2 separate regions of the Hordeum vulgare genome follow, and region 2 is linked to region 1. A link is a contact called in public Hi-C data. All regions are on one chromosome and are shown on one strand. The core of a region is the stretch at or near the end of the contact, and the rest is flanking DNA. Distances in the headings are between cores, read along the strand shown.

Region 1 (7,107 bases), core at 73-2,572:
ACCTAATTGCTCAGAAGCAAACAAAGGAACGGAACCCACCCATTCCAGTGGAATGGAACCGTGACATTCCATTCCACTTAGTTCCCCAACCAAACACGCCCTAAGCTGAGTCCAGTGGATCATTTTAACATGACCATTCTACTGAGTAGGACTGCAGACACTTATGAATAATATATGTGATGTACAGGAATTATGTGAATTTGCAGCTAGAAGAAACCCAAATGGAAGTTGTTAGTCTTGTTCAGCAACATACAGAGGAAACACTTAGCACCAACAGATGGCAATCGTAACCACACCAGTACAGTTGCTGTAATGAACCTAGCATTGCCATTGCTTATGACACATTAGCAAAGTTGTATAAACACTGGCTATGATTATGTCAATCTCCATGTTCAGCGTCCAAATCTCATGAAGATACAATTAGGCTAAGTGGAAATGTGGAATGCAACTCACATGATTAAACTACACCCTCGCCAAAAATGCCCCTGCCCAAACAAGCAAGCTTACTCTGCAGTGTCACAAAACTAACACACGCAATTGAGGGCACACGCTATATAATCTAAATGGAGCTAAAATGATGCGCATGTTCAAAGCGAAATAGCAGTACAAGCTTGACGCCAGTGGCCAAAATCTAGCAATCAAACCACGACCCGACACTGTTAAAATCAAGAAAATCTACCCTCTGGCTCATTTCCCTGGAAACCCTCGAGAGAAGCAGAATTGACCGGGTGATCAAAGCGTACGATCACCACAGAAGGCAACCCCGGGATCGGGATCTCTGCAATCCGTACCTCAGCCTCGTCGACACGCTTCCAGCTCCTGGGCTCGGCGTCGTCGAGATCAGCATCGTCCCGCGACGCGGCCCTCCGAGCACCGGCGCGGCCGCCCCCGCGGGGCGGCGGGGCCCCGCGCTCGCGGGCGGGGGCGCCGTCCTCGTCGCCGGAGGAAATGGAGAGCATCTCGACATCGGAGTCGTCGTCCTCGTCGCCCTCGCGGCTGGGCTGGCGCCCCTTGGCGCCCCCGCGGGCGTTGCCGCCACGGGAGGAGGGCGCGGGCGGGCGGACGAGGTTGACGACGGGCTTGTTCGCGCCGGCCGGGCGCTGGTGGCTGAGGTCCCGGGCGGCCTGCTCCTGTAGCGCCATCTGGAGGAGCTCGTCCTCGTCGACATCGCTGTCGCTCATGGCCGGAGGTGTCGGGTCGGGGCCTGGATCTGGAGGAGAGGGGGAAGGGCAGTGAGAGGGAGAAATTTCGACGCCTGGTGGTGGTGGGAGATGTGCACTGCGCGCACGGAAAGACGGGACGGAGTTTGCTGGACCCAACGGCGGTTCAAAGGCGGAAGTGCGGAATGGTTCGTCTCGCTCGTCCGTGCTTGGATTGGATGCGGACACGAATGGAACCGGTTCCGGTGGCCGTGGCGTACCGGCCAGAAGCTGAGAAGGATACGGTAGCGGTACACGCAGGCTGAGCACGAGCGAGTACGAATTCACATAGGGCGTGTTTGGTTGGGTGGGTTGCACCATGGCATCCCGGATGCAACTTTCAGCTTGTTTGGTAAACTGTGTGGCTATCTCGGCCTGGTCCAGCTGATGCAGAAAGTAGCCTCTCAGCCAGGCTGAGAGATACGCACGTTTCGAGCGTAGCTCGCGTGCAGGCTCGCTCGCTCCCACGCGCCGCCGCTGCCTTCCTCTCCCACGCGCCGCTGCCGTTGCCCTCCGTTCCCACGCGCCGCCGCCCTCTCCCACGCGTCGCCGCTGCCCTCCTCTCCCAGGCGCCGCCGCCGCCGCCCTCTCCCACGCGTCGTCGTTGCCCTCCTCTCCCAGGCGGCGCCGCTGCCCTCCTCTCCCAGGCGCCGTTGCCCTCCTCTCCCAGGCGCCGCCGCTGTCCTCCTCTGCCAGGCGCCGCCGCCGTCCTCCTCTCCCAGGCGCCGCCGTCGTCCTCTCCCAGGCGCCGCCGCTGCCCTCCTCTTCCAGGCGCCGCTGTCGTCCTGCCGTGGTCAAGTCGCTGCGCGCCGGATCCTACCGCCCCGCCCTGCCGATCTCCATTCCCCATCTCGTGCAGCCATCTCATGCATGTTCACCAAACACTCATCTCTTCTCATCTTTGAATCAAGTCAACCTGGCCATGCTCATCCTGGATCCCTCATGCGATGCAGCCAGAAGCTACCCAGGGAACCAAACACGCCCATAGAGTACATGATGTCGATGCACCATAAGCGAGTGCTCCTCCGACCAAGCTCTGCTATGAGGTGCTCTCAACCCTGGTCGGAGGTAGGCATCCAACTCAGGATCGATAATTCGATATCCCTTGGGATCCGGATGGATGATCATATGCAGCATGAGGCCTGGCTACGTGGCTATAAAGAAAGCACTGCATAAAAGGTAATCCACAAGTCTGTTGGTGTCTTTTTTTTTAAATATGATCAAGAGGTAATAATAAATTGTTTTTATCATATTTTCTTGTTCATAATAAGTTCTTATTATTCATACTAAAATTTTATTGACCGAAAACTTAAATACATATGCGGATACATAAACAACATTGTGTCTCTAGTGAGTCTCTACTAGACTTGCTCGTTGATCAAAGATGTTTAAGGTGTTCTAACCATAGACATGAGTTGTCATTTGATAATGGGATCACATCATTAGAAGGATGATGTGATGGACAAGACCCATCCGTAAACTTAGCATGTGGTCGTGTCACTAAAGTTCAATTGCTATGGCTTTCTTCATGTCAAGTATCTGTTCCTTAAACCATGAAATCATGCAACTCCCTAACACCCGAAGAATACCTAATATGTATCCAAACATCACTTCATAACTGGGTGATCGTAAAGGTGCTCTGCAGGTATTTTTGTGCGAGAGAAATGTCTCTCAGCCTCTCGCTAATACAACATCACAAGAAGCATGCATTGAGAGCAGCATTGAGAGTCGTCGTCGCCCGCATGACCTCACCACCGCTACCTCCTCCTCTCCCGGAGCCAGATTAGCATAGCTGTCATTAGACTCTTCTTTGGAGATTTTTGTGCTGCTCCCCCAGCAAGACTTCATGTTTTGGGTTGTACTATGGCCCTGGTTATTTGCAGTCTGGCATGTGGGGGTGTGCGTTGAACCTTATGGTGTCTTGTATGCTTTGGTCGAGGCTTTATAATATAAAGCGGGAGAAAATCCTATTTCGTCTCGAAGAGACTTGCCGGTAACGAGATTGAACTAGGTATGGAGATACCAATGATCGAATCTCAGGCAAGTAACATATCGTCGGACAAAGGGAATTCCATACGAGGTTGATTGAATCATTGACATCATGGTTCAACTGTTAAAGATCTTCGTGGAATATGTAGGAACCCATATGGGCATCCAGGTCCCGTCATTGGCTCTTGACCGGATAGGAGTCTCGGTCATGTCCACATGATTCTCGAACCCGTAAGGTCACACGTTTAACGTTCGATGAATATGATCCAAGAATAGCACATGTGAACGAATGAAAACTTAGGATCAACATTAGCTAACCGATAATTGTTGACGAAGATAGGTGGGATGTGTAGCATCCCCAATCTTAGATGCTTCATACTTCTTGTAGTATTTACTTGGGGAGCCTTGGGCATCCCCAAGCTTGAGCTTGTATATCCCGTTCAATCCTCTCATGCCCCGGTTTCACCTAAGTCTCAAAAGCTTCATCCACACAAAACTTGAAAAGAACTCGTGAGTTAGGTTAGTACACATAAGAATAAATCTACACTTCATGTACTGTCAAGAAAAGATGCATAATGATTTCAAAACATTAGGTACTGTATACTATCATTTTCACAATTTATATCTACCAATATAAGCCATGAAAACTCTAGGATAAGTAGATAATAAAACTATGACATGAGTCTGTCTAAACAGAACAGTATGTAGTAATCAATTTAAGATGTGTATTTCTGTACCTCCAATTTCTTTTGACAATTTATGACAAACTAAAGAATTTGTATGATAGTTATGTGTAAAAAAATCATAAAGTTCCCACATTCAAGTAAAACTCATAATTCAAATACTAGAGCAAAAGTTTCTGTTTTTTTACAGCACTCCTCACACATGCAATTGAAGCATTCTAAAGGTAATTCTTGGAATATTTTATTTAAAAACATGAGTATGAATAACATATAATAGAGAATAACAAAAAAATGACGCTCCAAGCAAAACACATATCATATGACGAATAAAAATATAGCTCCAAGTAAGGTATAGCGGTAGTATTGAAGACGGAAGAGGGGATGTCTTCCGGGGCATTCCAAAGCTTAGATGCTTGAGCCTTCCTTGTATATTACCTTGGGGATGCCTCGGGAATCCTCAAGCTTAGGGTCTTGATGCTCCTTACTCTCCTCATATTAGTATCTCACCCAAAACTTGAAAACTTCAATCAAACAAAACTTAAAAAAAACTCGTGATATCCGTTAGTATAATATGTAAATCATAAACTTTAGGTACTGTTATAAATTGATTCGTATTTAATTATTGTCTAATGTATTGTATTCTAACTTCTCCATGGCTTATTACCCCCCCCCCCGCGTGGATATAATCCATAACATCATCAAAACAAGCAAACTATGTAAGCAAAAAAAACAGAATCTATCTAAAACAGAATAGTCTGTAATGATCAACACAAATACCATACTTATGTAACTCCAAAAATTCTCAAAAATTAGGACAACCTGGGGCATTTGGATACCAATACTGTGTAAAAATAGATTGAAAAGGTGTCCCCATAAAATCAGACAAATTATGCACTTGACGCAAAAGTTTTTTTTGCACCAAATCCAAATCATCCCAAAGGTTTTACTTGGCACATTATTGAAGAAAAAAAACACAAAACATGATTAATACAATAGCTTAATAATGTTGACACACCAAAACACAAAGGATATGTGTTGGGTTGTCTTCTAACAAGCGCTTTTCTGTAAAACCTTTTAGCTTGTTATGATAATTTTAATGATGCTCACATAAAAATAATGGATGAAACATGCAAAAGAACATCATGAATATTATGAAAATAACATTTTGTTATGGTATAATGGTATATACAAGGGGATAATTATTTTTATGAGAAACTTCCATGAAAAATTCTACATTGTTTCCGTGAGCATGAACACAAGTGTTTAAGGTTGACCCTCATTTCTTCAATGCATAACTTTTCAACCGCTTCTCTTTTAAGAGGCAAGTAAATTTTTTGTGTTTTTAATTTTTCCTTTTTTTGTTTGTTTCACCCACAAATAAAGAAAGAAAACAAAAAAAAGAAAAAAAATCTTCTTAGTGATAAAAGCAAGCAAGAATACACAAAATTATTAACCCCACGCTATTGCTCACCTGCAACGGCGCAAGAAAAGAGCTTGATAATCCCCAAGTACAAGGAATCATCGCATCACTTTCCAAAGATGGAAATAATAAGTATGGAGGGTCGAACCCACAAGGAGCTTAGGTAAGATCAATCTCCCAAGTTCTATCAGCCACCGATACGACTCTACATACACCGACCGTTTGCTTCTATCTAGTAACGAGAACTAAAACTGTGTTGTGGGTTTAAAGAGGATAGCTTTGCATGATATTGGAGAACAAAATATGAAAATAGTCGCTGCCTATTCTTGCAATTTTATATGAGGGAGAGGCATGAGCTAACATACTTTCCGTACTTGGGTCATATGAACTTATAATTGGACCTATAGCAAGCAACCGCAACTACTAGAAATCATTAAGGTAAACCCAACCATAGCATTAAACATCAAGTCCCCTTTACTCCCATACGCAACAATCCTCTTACTCGGGTGTAAGCTTCTATCGCTCTAGCCACCCACTATAAGGGAATCATGAACGCATTGCAACACCCTATAGTGAGAATTGAAAGGACATGGATGTCGCCTAGAGGGGGGTGAATAGGCGCTTTAAAATAATTACGGTTCAGGCTTGAACTAATGCAAAATAAAACTAACGTTTAATTTTTCAAGCACAAAACCTAAAACAACTAGGCTCACCTATGTGCACCAACAACTTATGCTAAGCAAGATAAACAACTAGGTGATATCAAGATATATGACAATAAACAATATGGCTATCACAAAGTAAAGTGCATAAGTAAAAGGTTCGGGTAAGAGATAACCAAGGCACGTTGAGACGATGATGTATCCCGAAGTTCACACCCTTGCGGATGCTAATCTCCGTTGGAGCGGTGTGGAGGCACAATGCTCCCCAAGATGCCACTAAGGCCACTATAATCTCCTCACGCCCTCGCACAATACAAGATGTCGTGATTCCACCAAGGGACCCTTGAGGGCGGTCACCGAACCCGTACAAACAAGGTTGGGGCAATCTCCACAACTTAATTGGAGGCTCCCAACAACACCACGAAGCTTCACCACAATGGCATATGGCTTCGAGGTGACCACAAATGCTCGGGGCAATCTCCACAACTTAATTGGAGACCCCGACGCTTGCCCGAAGCTTTACACCACAATGATTGAGCTCCAGGGCACCACCAAGCTTCTAGGGGTACCAAGTACCCATGGGTAATAAGCTTCTCAAACTTCACTTCCACGTATCACCGTGGAGAACTCAAACCTATGCACCAAATGCAATGGCAAGAACACACGAAGTAGACAAGTCCCTCACACTCAAATCCCCCCACAACAACAAAAGCTATGGAGAAATATGAGAGGAAGAACAAGGAGCTCACAGAGAACTCCAAGATCAAGATCCAAGGGGTTCCCCTCACATAGAGGAGAAAGTGATTGGTGGAGATGTGGATCTAGATCTCCTCTCTCTTTTCCCTCAAGAGCTAGCAAGAATCATTGGAGGGATTGAGAGTTAGAAGGTCAAGAATGGGGGAAGAATACGAGCTCAACGGATAGATAAGTCCAAGGGGGAAGACGACCCCATTTATATAGTGCAGGAACGAATCAGACCATTACCCCCACTTACAGCCCGCGCACAACGGTACTACCGCTGGTGAGGCGCGATACTACCGCTGCCTCTAGCGGTACTACCGCTCGCGAGGAGCGGTACTATCGCTGCCCCTAGCGGTACTACCGTTGGCGAGGAGCGGTACTACCGCTTGGCGCAAGCGGTACTACCGCTAGGC
Region 2 (6,978 bases), core at 557-3,056, 190 kb after region 1:
TACGAAACTATTTCACGATCTGACCCTTTTAGAAACGCCATAACCCGTGACATTGTTGCTGCACGTAAAAACGCCAGTCTACCGGGGCGTTTCTGCTCCATATTCACACGCCGAAGTAGCTCGCGTTGCAGTCCACACACAAAACGCCAACTGTTATGGCGTTGCTACCCACGGAGCAAACACCCATGGGGTATGGCGTTTTCGTGCTGGACACTGGAGGCCAGACACAACAGTCTACAATACGCAAGCTCCCGTTGGATGCTTATGTTCTTGATTGTACAGTGGCAAGAACATCAGTCGTTATCATACTTTGATCTTCAGTATTATCATACCGGCTATGTTTTATCATACTTTGATCTTCAGTATTGGTTCCATCAGTCGTTATGCTTGTCCACCAAAGCATTGAGGAAGATGTGTTTGAGCCACTGGTGTCGCGTGTTAATGAAATTAGACGCCGCTTCTTTGGGATAGTGAGCTCATTTGAAAATGACGGAAGGGCTCCAACGATGCATGAACTTCGAGAAAAGATCAGATGGGAAGTGCAACATCTTAAAGAATTATTTGAGGGGATCAAGGAAGACAAGGAGGAGGGGTCTATGAGAGCATTACGTCTGTTAGCATGGCAGTCTCTAAGTGGCAAAGAAGATTGGGAATAGTATACCGGAATGCATCTAGAGCTCCTGCACTTTTTGAGGGAATGAAATGGGCAGTTGAGCATCATGAGGGGTGTGTTGAGGATGCTACCACATCAGAAGCCAATACTGAGACCATGTCTTTTGATGAATATGAGTTTTTTGAAACACTTCGATACCTTAAGACTACAGAAGGTGGTTAAGAAGCTCATTTCCTCGATGATATAAAGAGTGGGATGCACTGCATCAACGATGTTCTTGCCACTGTATAATCAAGAACAGAAGCAGCCAACGGGAGCTTGCGTATTGTAGACCGGTGTGTCTGGGCTCCAGTGTCCAGCACGAAAACGCCATGCCCCATGACGTTTGCTCCGTGGGTAGCAACGCCAGAACAGCTGGCGTTTTGTGTGTGGACTGCAACACGAGCTACTTCGGCGTGTGAATATGGAGCAGAAACGCCCCGATAGACTGGCGTTTTTACATGCAACAGCAACGCCACAAGTTAGGCGTTTTTAAATGGGTCAGATCGTGAAATAGTTTCGTACAAACTTTATTTTGTACTCCTTTCCGGTTTATAGGGCTCATCTCAAAAAATTTAGATTTCCATTATATTAGGCTCATTTTGAACCTAAGTGAGTTAAAGTGCTTTGAGTCTCACGCCGTATTTAATTCATAGAGTTTAGAGAAAGAAGATGAGTGGCTATACATGCATAATTTTCTACATCCACCATGCAAGTCCAATAAAAGAAATGATGCTACATTTATTACCTTGAAAATTACATATGTGAGAAATATTTCATTGGCTAGTTTAAACTAGTGTCATCCACTCACAATTCACCTTGGTCGATGAGATTTCAGATTTGAGCCCTATAAATCGGAAAGGAGGAAGTACTATAGTTTCAGATTAAGGTCAAAACAGTGAAAAACTCTTTTATCTAACAATTTTGACGAAAATTCTCCCACGAAAGGGCTGAAAATGCATTCAACTTGAGCGAAGACCGATGATGAAGGCGGATCTCATGCCGCACGGTCCAAACTCCAAAGCAGGGGAAGCCAAAGCTCCCGTACCGTCCAACCAGTCACCAGGAATCATCTGCCACCAGTCTATGACAGCTGGGCCACGACCTACCTCGGACCCACAAGTCATCGGCTGTTCGTCCAAACCACAAGCCCGAACCGCAGGCGGGCAGCGCACCGAACAGTCACCGGGAGAACACTTCCGTTTCTGACACCCCCCCCCCCGTCGCATCGCCGTCGCGACGGCGCTCCTACAAATACACCGACCATGTCGGCCTCCTGACCCGCCGCCATCCCGGATCCCGATGCCCCAGGCCCGAATTCCAACAACCACCGCCCCCGCTTCACTTCGTCCCTAGCTCGAGGCCTACCACCGGGGGCGCAGGGCCAAACCCTGCCCTAGGGTTTGGGTTTGGAGCCGGATCGATCCGGTCAGGGTTCGGCGGAGCGGCTTCAATGGGGGATCGAGACGAGGAGGAGGAGCTCCAGATGGCGCTCCGTATGAGCCTCCACGGCTCGCCGCCGGCGCAGCCCGAGCCCAAGCGCAGCAAGCCCCCATCGCCCGCCGGGGAGTCGCCTGAGGCGGAGGCGCGCCGCAAGCAGCGCGAGCTCATGGCCGCCGCCGCCGAGAAGCGCCTACGCGCCGTTGCCCCGCCCGCCGCCATCGTCGTGGCGCCGCCGCCGCCGTCGCAGCCGGCGGCCGTGGTGGCGGAGCAAAGTTCCGCCCCGGAGGGCGCCAAGGAGGACGTGAAGGTGGAGTCGGAGTCAACCGCGGTGCCTATGGAGGATGTGAAGGAGGCGGAAGTGGAGGTGGAGGTAGATGCGGGAGAGGAGGAGAAAGGGGAGGAGTTGCATCCGGAGCTTGCTGAGAAACTTTGGGTCATGGTGTTTGGGGGCGGGGTTTCAAAGGCAGTGCTGGCGCAGTGGAGCAATCAGGGTATCAGGTGAGCTTTTCTTTGGTACACCAGCCTTATTAATATGTGTATGTATGGGTGAAAAACAGAGGGGATACTTTGGTTTCTGGAGCACTTATCTGTTCACCGAAACAGATATCTGCATTAACGTCTGATCCCCGAATAGGATATGGGATATGATATAGGATGAGTGATATCCGGTCTTGTAATGGAACTATTCGGATAATATAATCTACGATATTTGGGACAAGCTAACTTGCTTAGCATATAGATCTTAGCCCACCGATCATATCCCGCCTTTTTGAGGCCCTGCCCCATAGCTTGTACTCCCTCCGTTCCATAATATAAGTCTTTTTAGAGATTTCACTAGAGGACAACATACGGATGTATATAGACATACTTTAGAATGTAGATTCATTCATTTTGCTCCGTATGTAGTCCCTTAGTGAAATCGCTTAAAAGACTTATATTTAGGAACGGAGGGAGTATGACTATTGACCATGCTCATGCTGTACTTCTACATATTTTTCTTGGAAAGGCGCCTTTGGTAGGTTAATTTCACATTGCTTGTGTGACTATTGACCATGCTCATGCTGTACTTCTACATATTTTTCTTGGAAAGGCGCCTTTGGTAGGTTAATTTCACATTGTCTTGCATGGTACATGTCATCCAGTGTCATTGTACAACAAGTGGAAATCATATATTTACGAGTAAATTTGCCTTGGTGAATTATTGGTGTAGTTGCATTTTGGAGATTATATGGTTGATTGATCTTTATATTGCAATATATTCCATACGGTTCTTGTTTGATTAATATTCGTGACTGCCTGACCGGTAATATTTGCATTTCACTGATATCGGGCAATACACATGTCCAACTCCGACTCCCACGGAAAAATGTGGTTTAGGGTACAAAATGAGCGACATCTTTCCATATCCGCTCTGATTTCACATCCCATATCTGTAAGATAATGGACTTTGGTGACTTCGTTGCTTTAATTGTCTAAGTAGGTTATGTTAAGTTTCTGTTCTGATGGGCAACCTAGAAATTAGCGTTAGACATGTGTTTATGAGATTAGGGTTTAGTGTCCCACTGTCCCTGAATACTCGTGGATTGGGTGTCCAATTCATGGCTCAGTGTTCCGTGAAGACAGACTGATGTGGAAATATATTATCTATTTTAGTTCTTTCTGCGAGCGTATGATAGTCATGATTCAAAATGATCTACATGGTTATGTGTATCTTTGAGAAACGAATCATGGTAAGAGACTAAGAGAACAAGAGGTTGTCCTTGAGATTATTCAGATTGGCATCTGGGCATGCTTAACTGTACTCATTTATACTACCTCTCCGGGTTTAAAGGGCTGTCCGATAGATTCTCCAGGACCAAGGCAGCACAGTGGTACACAAAGTAATGCACCATAATTTGCTCCAATTAATGCATTAATCGTTAGCCTCCCGCGCAGCCGTGCGGTCAGCCAACCAGCGCGCTCGCATGCCAGCTCTTTCACCCGTCCCCACGTATCCCAGTACTAATGTTTGTTAATCCATGCGAATTAGCACAGCGCAATAACTACCCAGATTAAAAAATCCGGACTGCACGCCGTGGCCCTCCGGCCCTTTAAACCCGGACGGAGGTAGTAGTATACATATGAAACATTGCCATAGCATATATGGAGAACACAATTTGGTAGTTAATAAATACCCCATGCATGGCAAAATGTAAGTTCCATAATTTTTTCTTTTCTCGTGGCAGAATAGATGTGCATGGAGATGTGTTCTCTGACTTGCATTACTTTTTGTTGTTTCTTGTCGGTATTGTTAAGTTAAATATTGATAGTTCCTCTTTTCCAATCCAATTACGAGAAACGTTCTATATATCCTGGCAGTTTCAATTGCAGAAACCAGAAATTAAAGATGACACTGGTCGTGCTCTATAGTTTAATATTCATGCCATTCATGAGCTTCCAGTACTAGTAAATTTTCACAGTGATTTGATGGAAGCATCTTGATGTTGGACGCGAGAAATATTGGGTTAAGCCGGCACTGCAGGGCTGGCTGCTTGCCGGCCAGAGGGTTGGGATGTTCCACTGATTCCCCGAGGACCTTGTTTTTCTGCCTTTTTTCCCTGCATCTGCCCACCTGGATGTGTAATTAATTAACTTTTCCTACCTTTTTTTAAATACAACGAGGCATTGCGTTTTGTCGAAAAAAAGGTTCACTTTCCTGTGCTCTTCCTGCCAGGGTTTGGAATCCAGTTTTGACCGGTTACCAGTGGGGTTTGGTCAAATTCTGATGGTTTTGGATTTCAGAATTTGAAATAAACAACACAAAAGGTCTCATCAACCTCAATTTTTAAGTAGTGATGTTAATTCATGCTTCTTTGTTGTATCAATTATAGCTTCTTGCCGTATCCATTCTGTATGTGATCATATCAGCTAGAAGATACTGCATACCTTTTTTAATAAAGGAATTTAAATTCAAAATAAACCATCCAATTTGTATTACCTTGGCACTGCCCCATTCCTGGCAGTAACTGGCCGGTACTGCCAGGAAATGGAACAACCCTGGATAAGAACTTGTGTCATGTTGTCCATTACAAAAGATGGGCGTTCGTCAGGGCTAGCTAATACCATGTTAGATGCCATCAAGGGTAACTTTGTTAGGGGTATTTGTGAAAATAAGTGCTGCTGGAGTTGCAAATATCTTCATAATTCTGCATTGGTAGTTGAGAAAAATTAGTTTTATAGCGATCAAAGGGCCTATGTGCAACAATTGTAAGCCACTGCTATTTTTTGCATGGGAATAGTATGGGAGAACCGTACAGCCCAGAGCATCAAGCATTTTGGGTGAAGCACCCTTCAGGAGCTCCAGTTCTGAAATGAACATTTTTTAATTCTAAGCTTTCTAGGATTGATTTGACCAATTTTATTTCGTTCCTCTGAATCCAACTTGGGTCCCATGTCTACACTCTCTCCACACATCAAAGGGACCTTTTAGTTTGAATAAGTTTTTGCGCAACTGACTTAACGCATGAAGTTTTAACATATGCCTTTGGTATATTGGTGTTCTGAGTTGGAGTTAAAAAGTGTATTTATTTTGAATTATGACTCTGATTGCTGGCAAGTTCTAGCCATGAAGTAGGAAAATTTTCAGATTTGGCAGTTAACAGGAATTTGCATGCCTGTGCCACTAAAAATTAATGCATACAGTTTCTTGAAAATATCATACAGTTTCATTGCAGTCATACAAATGAATGCTATTTGTCTAATTATTGTTAAAATGTATGCAGGTTCAGCTCTGACCCAGAAACAGCTATGGGACTGGTACAACATGAAGGTGGCCCTTGTGGCGTCTTAGCTACAGTGCAGGTACATCATTGTTGCTTTAGCTAATTGTGTTTGATACTTTGATTGAGTGTTATTGTGGGCATTTTTGGTGTCTAGAATTGTTCTACATGTTTCCACACCTTAAATGGGTGTCACTTCAGTTGGACTGCCTGAACTTGGTCAATACTATGAACTGCCAACTCAACACAGAGCTAAACTGAGGAGGGGTCAACACTGATTTGTGTATGATTAAGTAGTGATTTCAATTCACGGTTAGCCAAAAAAACTTCCACGTAGTGCTACTTAACCAAGGGAATTTACAATCGCAGGAGGGGCCAAGGCCCAGGTTGGTCTCAACCAAGCTCTGCCCCCACACCTAAGCATCCTGTGTAGTGACCCTGATGAATTGAACAGAAGTAGCTCTATCGGTCGACCTTTTCTCTTCTTCTATGAGCTCACCCTGTTCCTGTTTAAAATCCTATTTCCTGAATTTTTTTTACACTAATTTATCCTGATGAACAAACCCTATCGTTGGTGGTCATGAATCTGTACTTTTCTTTGTAAGGTCTGGTAGGACCTCTGGGGCGTTCTGCTGTTACATTAAATCAGCAGAGAAGTTGTTCAAAGCTGTGCAGCTTATCTGACTTCTACCTTTTGCTTGTATATAAGCCTATGATGCAAGTTTTTTTCTTCTTGTAATTTGTCACAGTCTAATGTGTTTACATACGAGATCTAATTGTTTATTTTGCTCTCTGTTGTGTAATTGTTTCTGCTCTCAGCAAGCTCACCTTTTCTGATGGCAACTTTCTTATGTTCTTTTTTGCAGGCATATGTCCTTAAATATCTTCTGTTTTTCTCTGATAATTTGGGTAACCCAGAGGTCAGTGATCCGTCATTTGCTTTGGGACAAAGACGATTTTATGAGAGTTCTTTTGCTGCAAGGGATGATTTTTCTTCTCTTACTGAGGATGGAAAGACGAGGTGGTTTCTTTTGCTCCTTAAAAACCACACTGATGCCGGTGTTCGTCTTTTAGCTATTTATCTAGTCAGTAATTCTTCTGAACCACCGTTCTTCATTGTGAAAA

Evidence for each region. Hi-C and Micro-C count contacts between places; a contact is called where the count stands out from the background.
Region 2: a contact with region 1 is called in a Hi-C map of leaf, with 6 times the contacts expected there. The contact joins the promoter of LOC123426705 here to the promoter of LOC123426704 in region 1. A contact is called at or near these places in 4 of 6 Hi-C or Micro-C datasets (leaf and seedling) and 1 of 1 datasets of contacts at active chromatin or transcription factors (embryo).

The regions. Positions count from the first base shown.
Region 1 is chr2H:472,582,944-472,590,050 of MorexV3_pseudomolecules_assembly, forward strand. It overlaps LOC123426704 (exocyst complex component SEC5B-like), which reads right to left and starts at 1,323. Exons shown (of 21, transcript XM_045110576.1): 1 at 792-1,323. The coding sequence starts at 1,181.
Region 2 is chr2H:472,770,888-472,777,865 of MorexV3_pseudomolecules_assembly, forward strand. LOC123426705 (ubiquitin carboxyl-terminal hydrolase MINDY-3) reads left to right here and starts at 1,807. Exons shown (of 7, transcript XM_045110577.1): 1 at 1,807-2,593; 2 at 5,857-5,935; 3 at 6,720-6,874. The coding sequence starts at 2,106.